Linked DNA regions of Mus musculus: regions 2, 3 and 4 are each linked to region 1. A link is a contact called in public targeted proximity ligation data. All regions are on one chromosome and are shown on one strand. The core of a region is the stretch at or near the end of the contact, and the rest is flanking DNA. Distances in the headings are between cores, read along the strand shown.

What was found.
Region 2: a targeted proximity ligation map of memory CD8 T cells shows a contact between it and region 1, with 140 read pairs. A contact is called at or near these places in 13 of 484 Hi-C or Micro-C datasets (the G1E-ER4 cell line, LSK cells, common lymphoid progenitors and 5 more) and 6 of 130 datasets of targeted methods (bone marrow-derived macrophages, effector CD8 T cells, large pre-B cells and 2 more).
Region 3: a targeted proximity ligation map of memory CD8 T cells shows a contact between it and region 1, with 4 times the contacts expected there. A contact is called at or near these places in 3 of 484 Hi-C or Micro-C datasets (liver, natural killer cells and nephron progenitors), 7 of 130 datasets of targeted methods (the SCID.adh cell line, bone marrow-derived macrophages, embryonic stem cells and 3 more) and 1 of 9 other capture datasets (embryonic stem cells).
Region 4: a targeted proximity ligation map of the SCID.adh cell line shows a contact between it and region 1, with 27 read pairs. A contact is called at or near these places in 43 of 484 Hi-C or Micro-C datasets (the 63-12 cell line, B cells, the Ba/F3 cell line and 27 more), 21 of 130 datasets of targeted methods (the 230-238 cell line, CD8 T cells, DN3 thymocytes and 13 more) and 1 of 9 other capture datasets (embryonic stem cells).

The regions. Positions count from the first base shown.
Region 1 is chr19:33,100,079-33,102,778 of GRCm38.p6, reverse strand. Gm29863 (a long non-coding RNA gene) reads right to left here. Exons shown (of 5, transcript XR_386659.2): 4 at 1,910-2,046; 5 at 618-1,027. Among named protein-coding and RNA genes, the nearest start is that of Gm29863, 16 kb to the right of the region's middle.
Region 2 is chr19:32,904,568-32,907,267 of GRCm38.p6, reverse strand. No RefSeq gene overlaps it. Among named protein-coding and RNA genes, the nearest start is that of Gm36774, 24 kb to the left of the region's middle.
Region 3 is chr19:32,868,285-32,870,984 of GRCm38.p6, reverse strand. No RefSeq gene overlaps it. Among named protein-coding and RNA genes, the nearest start is that of Gm36774, 61 kb to the left of the region's middle.
Region 4 is chr19:32,952,259-32,954,958 of GRCm38.p6, reverse strand. No RefSeq gene overlaps it. Among named protein-coding and RNA genes, the nearest start is that of Gm36914, 6.5 kb to the left of the region's middle.

The DNA.
Region 1 (2,700 bases), core at 4-2,503:
TATGAGAAGGGAGAGTTGTTTTTTGTCTCAATTCCAGGTTCTGACTTATGTGTAGTGAAGAAGCCGCTTTGCACAGCAGACCTGAAGTCCCTGAAATATCCATGACGTCACCTTTTTTCTACTGATCTCCCTTTGACTGCACAGAGGCATGCTATTAGCTTTGTGCTGTTTGAGCTAAATTCTCCCACATGTAGCTAGCAATCCAGCCAAAACAATGTCAGCAGGAAATTTCACACTGGATGCTCAAGGTAGTCCCAGCTCAGGGAGATGGAAAGATCAGGTTCGGATGCTTGGTTTTGCTAAGGATCAGGACAGAAAGAAAAGGCATCCAAGGTGGGATGCAGGGCTGCCTAGAATATGCAGCTTCCTGTCTTCCAGGCAGTGAGTGGTACACTGTCACCCTGTATTCCCAGGGCTTATGTGACATATGTGAATACAGAAAGCACTCAGCTCCATTTCTGGTGGTGAACCTAGGAGACCTTGCTCCTAAATGACAGAGGAGCCATTTTAAGATATGATATCATAAAAGATAATAATATCTGAAAGGGGGAAATGCATGCACCCAGGGTAACACATAAGTAGGCGAGCACAGGATGAATTTGTGGTTAAACCATTTATTCCATTGCAGATGACAATTTAACTCTTTGGAGCCCAGAGTTCCCCCTATGCTCATGCGTCGTGAAGAGATGATTACGTAATCTGCACTGCAGGTTGAATTGGGAACATCTGGGGACAGTTGTAGGGAGCTAGCCATGATCCTGAAGCTCAGACTAAGATCACTGGCCTCCAGTTCTCTCTGCCAGCCCCATGGTAACAGGAAGGCATAACCCTTGCCCCCAGATCTATTGAACCGAGCAAACAGTGGGGCTGAGCACTCGCATTGTGAACGACTATTTGGAGAAAAGATGGGGTGGGGATTGAAATGTTCTGCTAATCAAAGGCACCAACTGTTGCTGCTTCTCCGGCTTTCTTCAGAAACATCACACGGGTGATGGTACGTTTTTTTCAAGCCTGCGCCAGCCCAGCTCTAAAATGGAAAAGTATTCGTTTCATATGAGCAAATGTTTTCTTCTTTTTTGCTTCTCTCTCTCTCTCTCTCTCTCTCTCTCTCTCTCTCTCTCTCTCTCTCTCCCTTCCTCTCTCCCTCCCTCTCTCTCTCCCTCTCTCTCTCCCTCTCTCTCTCCCCACTGTGGGAAAACGAACTTACTTTCAGTTACGCCTGACATCTGACCACTATACTGATCACGAGGACACTGTGGTAAACCACAGGCCCACTTGAAAATATCTCTCTTAGGCACAGTTCCTGTGCTTTAGAGGGCACCATCCCTGGCTTTTGGTTGTGGCCCTGACTCTCGGCTCTGGCGTCCTCCATAGGAGTTCCATTTTCTCTTTCTTCCTCTACTGACAATGAGTGGTCTCATCCCCACATCTTCCAAATGAGCCAATTCACAAAATAAGTAAAATGTAAAAATGGTGCCTTTTTTTTTCCTATCCAAAGCCTCAAACAGAGCTCTGACTGTACACTGCACCCTTCTAAAAATGAAACAAGGCATGAAAACTTAAAGATAGGCTCAGGAGAAGGCTTGGTGGGTAGGAACACTTATTTCCTGAATGTGAGGATCTGAGTTCAGATCTCCAGCACACACATAAAAAACTGAATGTACCCAAGTGGGCCTGTAATTCCAGCACTGAGGCAGGGAAGACAGAGACAAGAGAGAGAATTACAGTGGCTTTTTAGCCCACGGCCTAGGCAAAAAACAAAATCGGCACTGGTTCAGTGAGAGAGTCTACTTCAGGGGTATAAGGCAGTCAGCAATAGAGGGAGATGCATGTATGCACAGATGCAAGCAAGTGAGTGTGTGTGTGTGTGTGTGTGTGTGTGTGTGTGTTTGTACCCGCACACACTTACAAGGCGGTAGAGGGTGGGTGGTGGTATCTTGATTAATAATGAGATGACCAGCCAGGATTTATTCATACTCCTTCTGTCTGAATCATCTTGTTTCTTGTAGCTGTTTTACACTTCCAGGATCTTGCCATCTGCCCACTCTACAGAAATACAGGAAAGCATTTTAAAAACAATGGCTTGGGGGGGGGGGGAGATCTGGGGATCCGAAAACCTATCTTTCTTTCTTTCACCCCACTGCTTACTGCTGCTTTCCTGAGAATGCAGTGCTGTTCCTGCTGCACCGGACTTGCCTCTTAACAACCTTCCTTCTGCCCCTCACAGCTCACATCTGGAGCCTGAGGAGAAAGAACAGATGTGGCTGCCCCCTTGCCTAAGTGGGAGGGGGGAGGACACCCTGGGTAGTTTGTCCTGCTTGGATCTAATATGTGTCACTGGAATATAGGTCAGCATTTTGATGGATAGGTTGAAACAGGCCAGAGGCAAAGATACCCCCGGGTTCACCCCACTCCACTCTACTGTCTTCTCCCCCAAAGCAAGTTAAGCCCCCAATGGCCTCAAGAGACATGCACAGCAGATGGAGCTGGTCTTCATGTCTTTACATTCTGCACACTAATTCTGTAGAAATCTAGAGCTAAGCTAAGGCTTTATCAGTCTGGGCTTGGGCCAAGCTTCAGGCTGAAGTTCAGCTGGCCTGGCCGGACGCAGATGCCAGCTGTTCACACTAACCTTGATTCCCCACCCCACCCCCAACACCTGATTTAGATAGCAGAGTGGCCAAGTGACATGCATGTAGC
Region 2 (2,700 bases), core at 13-2,512, 200 kb after region 1:
AGATGAGAGCAATACCTTGCCATGGAGGGGAAGGAGACACCAACATATCTCGCATCCATCCATTGTCCCTTGCTCCTCGTGTGTAGGCAGGTCAGTTGGAGGTCCCTTCTGTTTCTGCAAAAATAGCCAATGCAGTTAGTAACTACCAGGGCATATTCCTTCTCAGCTCAAAACCTTCCAGAGGCTCCCCAGCTCGCTCCCAAAACAGCCTGAAAGACTTCCTCTGTTCTCAAGTCTTCAGGGCACAGCTGACCCCATTTCCCCTCTGCCTGTCTCCTTCCTCTCTGACCCTTGCTGACTGTGTTCCAAGTCTACTAGCTGCCCTGCTGTTCTATGCACGCTAGGGGTTCAAGGCTCGGGACACTTGCATTTGGTTTTTTTTTTCCCCACCTAAAACCCTCTTCCCTTGCATCCAATAGCTTGCTTCCTCCCTCAGCACCTTCAGATCTTCCTAACAATCCTATTGAAATAGTGGTTGTCTCCCCCACCCAAAACACCAGAGCAATTTCCTCTTCTATCATGAAGCATACTTAATTTTTTTTCCCCTACAAGGTGCTGTCTCTTTAGGAATGTTCATAAGGGTTCTTTATGAAGGATATATTAGGTTGTTTGATAAATATTTGTCGAGTGAGCAAATCAGTGTATGATCAAGCTATAATCAAGAACTGAATCTCATTACTGCCTCTCCGTTAATGACCCATCCATTCAGTTACAAACGGGAAATGAAAGTCAGTGAGGTGTCTGGTGTTAAACAATGAAGCTGCAGGTAAGATCAATTTTTTAATTGGCCTTGCTGAGTCCAGACAAGCCAAAGGAGTAGAAACTCAAAGTTCTCGGCATCCAGCCCTGTCTCCTAGACAAAGAACCCAGAAAGGGTTGCTTTTCTGAAACCCGAGCCTTTCTGGTTTCAGCCAGAGTCTAAAAACCATAAGAACAGTTTGTCTCTTCAGTACTTCCGCTTCCAGGCAAAGGAAAGAGCAGGAAGTGCAGGGGCGTGTGAAAATTGAGAAGAAGAAAAAAAAGAAGAAGAAGAATTAAAGCCATTACATGTAAAGGCACAGAGACTTCCTCTGTCCTACCACACTGTGCTTTAGCAGCCAGGCTGGGGAAGCCATTCTCAGGTAAAGGGAAAGCCAGAATGTGACTGCTAGTTCTCTATTGTCCGGCACAGACTTATTCAGAGATAGTTGAGAGTGTGGCAAAAGATAGACCGGGTGCCCGGCCGTGTGAGTTTACCATTCACAACAGTCTAACATTACAAGGTCAACCTAGTTCATATCTTATCTACTCAGTGTTTGCTCTGGGCAGGCTGACTTTCCAGCATGCCCCCGGGAGGTATCTTAGATTATAAGAAATTGTACATAGAATTTAAGTAATCTTTAGAGTCGAGCCAACCAAGGTTCCAGTCTTGACGCTGCCACAATTAGTAGCTGAATGCCAGCTGCCTACAGGAAGGACTGTGTTTATCTCGTTTCCCATTGTATCCAGCATTGCTCACACCATGCCTTGCATGCTCAGTAACCCTCCTCCTAGAAGAAAATCAATGTTAGGAACTTCAGTTTCTTCGTTAGTAAAAGGAGACTATAAAACCCAGCTCATGAAGCTGTCTGAGGACCTCAGATGAGGTGCCCCGCCTATCCAGGGCCTGCTACAGGACAGCATTTGCTTAAGGTAAACTGTCATTTTGGTGACTGTGGTGGTTGGCCAAAGCTTTATTCCACCTGGAATTTCAGACTCTGCCCTGACCTGAAGAGTTGGGTCTTGGCGTGATCCTGTTCTCTAGAAAAGTCCTGCTCCACTTCTGTCAGAAATCCTGGAAAAGGGAAGAATGACCTCCGCATCGCAGCTGCTGGGTGATTGGCAGCCAAAGGGAATCAGGACTAAGCCCAGCCAGGTCTCACTTGTCACGGGGAGAGGAAGGAGAAAGCACTCACTAGCCAACCCCAATAAGTGCCTGGTGAAAACCAAGGGCAGGCAGCTGGATTGGTTTCCTACTTTTTTCTCTGTTATAGTCTCACAGCCAGAGAAAGTATGGGGTGTCTTTTCCTTAACTGCGAGAAGCCCAGTTAAGTCTCCCTCCCCGCTCTTCTGAATCAGCCTGGTTCAGCAGTAGGCCTAAGAAGCCATCTGTCAATGCTTAGGGATTAAAGAAAGAAATGAATACCTAGGACCTTCCCAGAATCTCCAAACCCCCAGGAATTCTTAACACTTTTGCTTTGGGGGTTCAGTTCACAATCAAATCGGTTAAGAGGTCTGGCTCTATGTTTCATGCTGAACTATCCCTTCTTGCCTTTACTAATATCTCTCACTGTCATAATTCAATATGGGAGATCCTTCCCGGAAATAAAGGCACAGAGCCTCAAACTTGATGCTGACGATGTTTGCAAAAGGGTTCTGTTGGTCGAGCCATGAGCAGCCGTGTTGTCAATAATCATTTCAGAAGCATCTGCAGATAATAGTGGGTGTGCCGTGAGCCACTGTGGTGGAAAGGGGAGACTATCCTCTCAAAGAAACAGAGAATGCAATGACTCAGCCGGTCTCAAGCCACAGCCACCGTTACTGACTTAGTCATTCATGTTGTCTTTGTCTTATTTTTAGACACCTAGCTTTAAATTAACCGCTCTGATAAACAGCAGCAATTCAGTTAGTAATGAGTTCCTTTGATTTTTTTTTCCCCCTCCTGTGGGGTGGAGCAGACTC
Region 3 (2,700 bases), core at 190-2,689, 230 kb after region 1:
GCATGTGGCTGGTTACGATGAGATAAAGATTATAAACTTTATATGATAATCTAACTTTTTTTTTTTTTTGGTAGACTGAACTCACACAGATCTGCCTGCCTCTGCCTCCTGAGTGCTGGGATTAAAGGCATACACCACCTTAGCCCAGCAATAATTCCACTTTCAAAGGTGATTAAGGGATAGTCAATAGAGGGCTTGTCTATGAATGTCCAGGAAGTAAGAAAGTCTGTTCTTCCACTGAGTTTTAAAGATCAAGGTCACTGAGGAGAGGAAAAACTGGAAGCAGGAAGTGAGAGATGAGAAAACATTGCCAGCCTTAGCAGCCTCAGAGAGCTCTTGGGGTTGGGAGGGGGGCTGGGGGGGGCTGGAGGGGGCTGGGGGGGGTTGGGGTGAAGAACTGAGCTGCTGAGCTGACTGAAATTTAATTTTCATTACACAAAGGAATGAGAGCTCAATCAGCTATTTTGTTGATACGTAGACACCATTGGTTATAAAATGCATCATTAATTTGTGTCCCACTAAGAAAGAAGTTATGTCTCAAATTAATCTATGAAAGAGTCCATTCTCAGCCCTTAAAATTTTTATTTTATTTTTGCTGAAAATCTCTGTAGACTTTTGGGGACATAGATTTTTATTACATGTCCCTGAAATGCGTATATAAAAGGGAAACTAAACTGATTGAGAAATTCATGACATCAGTTCATGCAGATTGTGTTCTAAATTTACTTTCCTCCACACTCATTATGATGAGACAAGATTATAAATTCTATACAATAATCCAACTTCCCCCCTCCAGGTGGGAGATAAAATGTTCCTCCCCCATCCTTATTATTGGATCCAGATTTCCTTCCACATTGTTATCATCCATCCTAAAAGGACTAGTATGTGTGCAGTTTTGATTGGGACTCTTGTTTACCTCAGTATCCAAGGGCCCTGCAGCCTCCTACACTCACATGAAGACCATGGCTTAGAAGCTACTCCTGGAAACAACCGCAACAATATGTTTGCTTTCCAAATACTGTATGTATATCCCTTTCTCTTCCTGGTCTTTTTGCACGTTGCTAATGAAACTTTTTTTAAATGCATTTTTATTTATGCATGTGCCTCACACATGGGCAGGTGCTGAAGCCACCAGAAAGAGGGCTTTCAATTCCTCTTGAACTAAAGTTTACACATACATAGACAATACCAAATATGTTAGTATTGCTCGTAGGATGAGTAATAACTCCAAAATTTCCTCAATAAACGCCTGCATCCAGAGATATTGACCCTTATATTGGACTTAATTCAATGTGGCAATTTGAAGTGAAAAAAAAATAAAATTGCTTTTCCTACACACCTGAGCTCACAGAATGGAATTCTGCCTATTACACCGGTTGGGCTCTCTAGACCACAACGGGGAGCAGTTTGTGCTGTTGAAAGGCATCCAACTGAGAGTTTCGCAAGCAGTCTGCCACAGGATAAGATCAAGTGTGGTCTCCCCATGTCTGCAGGAGTTGGTTAAGCAGGAACAGTGCCCTTTGAGCTGTTGACGTGAATAGTCTTCACACAGGAAGTATCACAGAGTCCATTTTTCTGTCCCTTCAGAGAAGACATTTCAAACTGGCCATCGCTCCGTCTTCTACAAAAAAGCAATCATAACCTCTTCAGGATGTAGCTAAGCACGGGATAAAACAACAAGACAGGAAACCTTGAGGGAGGGGGGTGTAGACATGAGGTTAACAGCTCAGCCTTAGAGTCCAATTGATATGAGCTTGAGTCCCAGATCTGCATTTGCATATTTTATGAGAAGTCCCTTGATGTCTGCTTGACAGAAACTAGGTAAAAATCATTTCTTCTCCTAGTTGTATGAGAAAGTCCTTCCTAGATTCCTAGCATTTACGTGGAACCGTGGAATTGATTTCTGGTCGATGACTTCCAGCATTTAGATGGAGCCATAAAATGGATTTCTGGTCGGTAGGGGGAGGGGCAGAGTCTTGGACCTTAAGCTTCTCAGTGATTCCCCCATATCCTCTCTCTTTTGTTTTGCCAGGTGACACAAGATTCAGGTGACCTCCAGGAGTATTCTGAGACCCTAGACTACGATGATGCGTCCTTGCCTGAATCTCTGAATGACCCCACACTGAAAAACAACCTTGACAGTGTCCACTAGAAACAACGAAAGCCTTGAGTGTCACAGCAGGTGTCCCGAGGTTTGCTCCCTCCTATAGGGCAAAGGTTTCATTGATTACTTAAGGGAGTTGCCAGGATGCGTTCCCTATGTAAAATACTAAAAAAAAAAAAAAAAAAAAAAAAAAATCAGTGGCTATCTTCTTATTGTTGATAAAGAACCCAGAAACAGTTGACATAAGCAGACAGCTTCTTACAGCTTATATTAGAGCAATGCTTCTCACCCTTCCTAATCCTGGTGACCCTTTAATACAGTTCCTCATGTTGTAGTGACCCGCAATCATAAAATTATTTCATTACTACTTCATAGCTGTAATTTTTTGCTACTGTTATGAATCAGGATGTAAATATCTGATATGCAGGATAGCTGATATTCAACCCCAAGGGGGTCGCAACTCACTGGTTGAAAACAATTTATTAGAGGGTGGATACTTTATACATACCAACTGATTCATACTGTTTGTATTGCAATGTTTGAGCCATCATGTTTTCTGACACTTAGAAAAGTCCACAACCAGTTATACAGACCCT
Region 4 (2,700 bases), core at 194-2,693, 150 kb after region 1:
TTTCCATGTTCTCTGTCTTTGTTATTTGTTTCTTCCTGTGCATTTTGTAAATGCCCAATAAAAGCCAGACACTCGACTGCATGGACTGCATGTCAGGGGTCAGAGATGAAACAGACAGGACAGCCTGACTGTCCTGGACTTCATACGAACAGCTTCTGAGCAAGGTGCAAGAACGAGGTTGTGTCAGATCCTGCCAAGAGGGTGATGCCTGAAGTAAAAGATCCAGGATGAGAAGGGGTTGGGATAGGGACTGCTTAGTAGCCTGTGGCTGATGAAGGAAGCAGAATGGGAGCAGTGGGTCAAAGCCAACCTAGAGAAACTGCTGGAGAAGACACCTGGAACGGAATGGCCAGTGGATGAAGCTGGGGATGCAGGCCAGCAGGAGGGCCATCAGCTCCCATGGGCCCTGAAAGCCACAACGGGCAGTCATCAGATGCATCAGGAGCCTCCCTCCATGAGCAGAAGGAAGCCATTCCTTCAAGAAGGCAGAAGAAGCAATGCATACTGAAAAAGTCCACCAGAGGGCTCTGTAGGGAGAGTCCCACCCTCTCCTCTCTCCTCCCACAGCTGACACTTCTCCTGTTGGAACATAGAAGCATTGTTTCCCTCTGAACAAAAGCGTCTTTAGCAAACAACCACTGTACTTTAATGAAAGGAAAAGAACCAATAGCCACCAGTACAATAGAGGAGCCCAGATGAAAGACGAAGCTGCCATCCTGATGGTTTAGCAGAGAGTGTATCACCCCTAAGCTCCCCAGATCCCCCATCTGCAAAGCCTATGCTCAGCCCAACTGACATGGTCACCCTCCTTTCCAAGGAGGCAATCTGAGGTAGTTGCCCAGACTACAGGCCAAATGCCAGCTCTTCAAGGGGGCACACTAGCCCAGAAAGCAATGGCTTTAGGTGATTAAAAAAACAAACAAACAAAAACCTTATAGGATGCTGTGGTGTGAACGTAGGAGTGGGAGAGTGGGAGGTGAAGTGAAAGAGCAACAGGGTTTTCTATTTTTGGCCAAGACTGTCTTGTAGGAATTACACTTATTATATTTAAGCATCATTAAATAGAGACAAGAATCGTTCCTGCCTAGCACACCCTAGAAATGTGTGATCACAAAGGAGGAGATTGGCTGAGGTCAGAAGGAAAGGGTTGGAGAACTACTCAGTGTATCAGCTACGTTTTCGAGAGACCTACAGAGCCTGCGAGGACACTCCCAGGAATGAGAGGCAGGAAGGGTTATCCTCTATCTTCAAAGTATTTGAAGCTCTCGTTGGCCTGGGATGCTCTAGCCTGCTAGAGTTCTTTTCCATCTGCTGGAATTAGCCGGTTCTCCTAGGTACTCAAATCATAAACAGAGATTACGAACTAAAAGGGGAACTTGGTGAACTCCAGCCCAAGTGTCATCAACATCCTATGTCCTCCACCTGCTGCTTCCTCCCAGCCACGGAGCCTGACACCTGCCCAGCCCTCAGCAAATGCTTATATGAAGTTTGACAAGGAAACAGGAAGCGCAGCACAGGAAGCCATGGAGCTCAGAGAACAGTGTGTGCAGGGAGAGAGCCAGAGGGAAAGGCAGTGAATGAGAGCTCTCTGAGCTGCATCTGCGCACACAGACACCCCCCCTCCCCCACCCCCATACACTCAACCGCCATTAAGGACACTCTGTTAAACGGATTGGTTCTTTCCTCTCGAATGAGGTAGGAGTCAGAATCTTAGTCCCTTTTGCCTCAAATCCCTCCCCTTTTCCTAGATGGTGCCTGCAACCTCTGAGGACCTCAAATTACAAATTTCAAAACACAGGTTCCAAAGTTCCAAGCACACCTGTTCACAGGAAGCCAGCGATGGGTGGAGCCTTGGCAGGTTCTAACACCTGAGCTTGAGGAGGTCTCTGTCTGTGGAAAGGTTAGGAAGAACCCTTGACTCTGAGAGCAACTGGGCAAAAGCTTGAGTGGACCCTGTCCTGTGAGGCAGAAGGATGCACTTCGGGAGACTGTGTTCTGGCTCACCTTTGTATCAGCTTCGCTCACCAGAACTAAAGCTTGGACCTCCCTTAGAGCTGCTCTCCACAGCTGGAGCACGCTATGAGCAGGTCGTGAAGCACGGAATCAGAACAGCTGTTCTTATGCTTTTTTTTAGCATCTTGTGTTAACCATGCTGTGACTAGAGTTTAAAGACTCGCGGCAGGGCAGGGATAGGCAAGGGTGAATAGTGAAGAAATATGGGGATACGTATTATCATGGTAAGAAGCATGGCAGCACAAAGGTAGACGTGCTGCTGGAGAAGTAGCTGAGAATTCTACATCTGAATTGGCAGGCAGCAGAAAGAGAATGAGTCACAATACACTGAGCCTGGTTTCAGCATCCAAAACCTCAAAGCCTGCCCCTAATGACACACTTCCTTCAACATGGCCACACCTCCTAATAGTATCATTCCCTATGGGGCTATGGGGGCCATTTTAATTTAAAACATCACACTTACCTCTGTTACTATCTCAGGATAATTGATAGTAATCATGATAATAATGATTGCCACCCTAGTAGGTATGAAATGGTACCTCATTGTGCCTTTGACTTACATTTCTCAGATAGCTCAATGTTGAGTCTTGACCATTTGTGTATATAAGAGGGGATTAATCCATAGTCTCCTGATGCTGCACAGGCAGTCTTGAAATCACACTCCTCCTGCCTCAGCCCCCTCTGAGT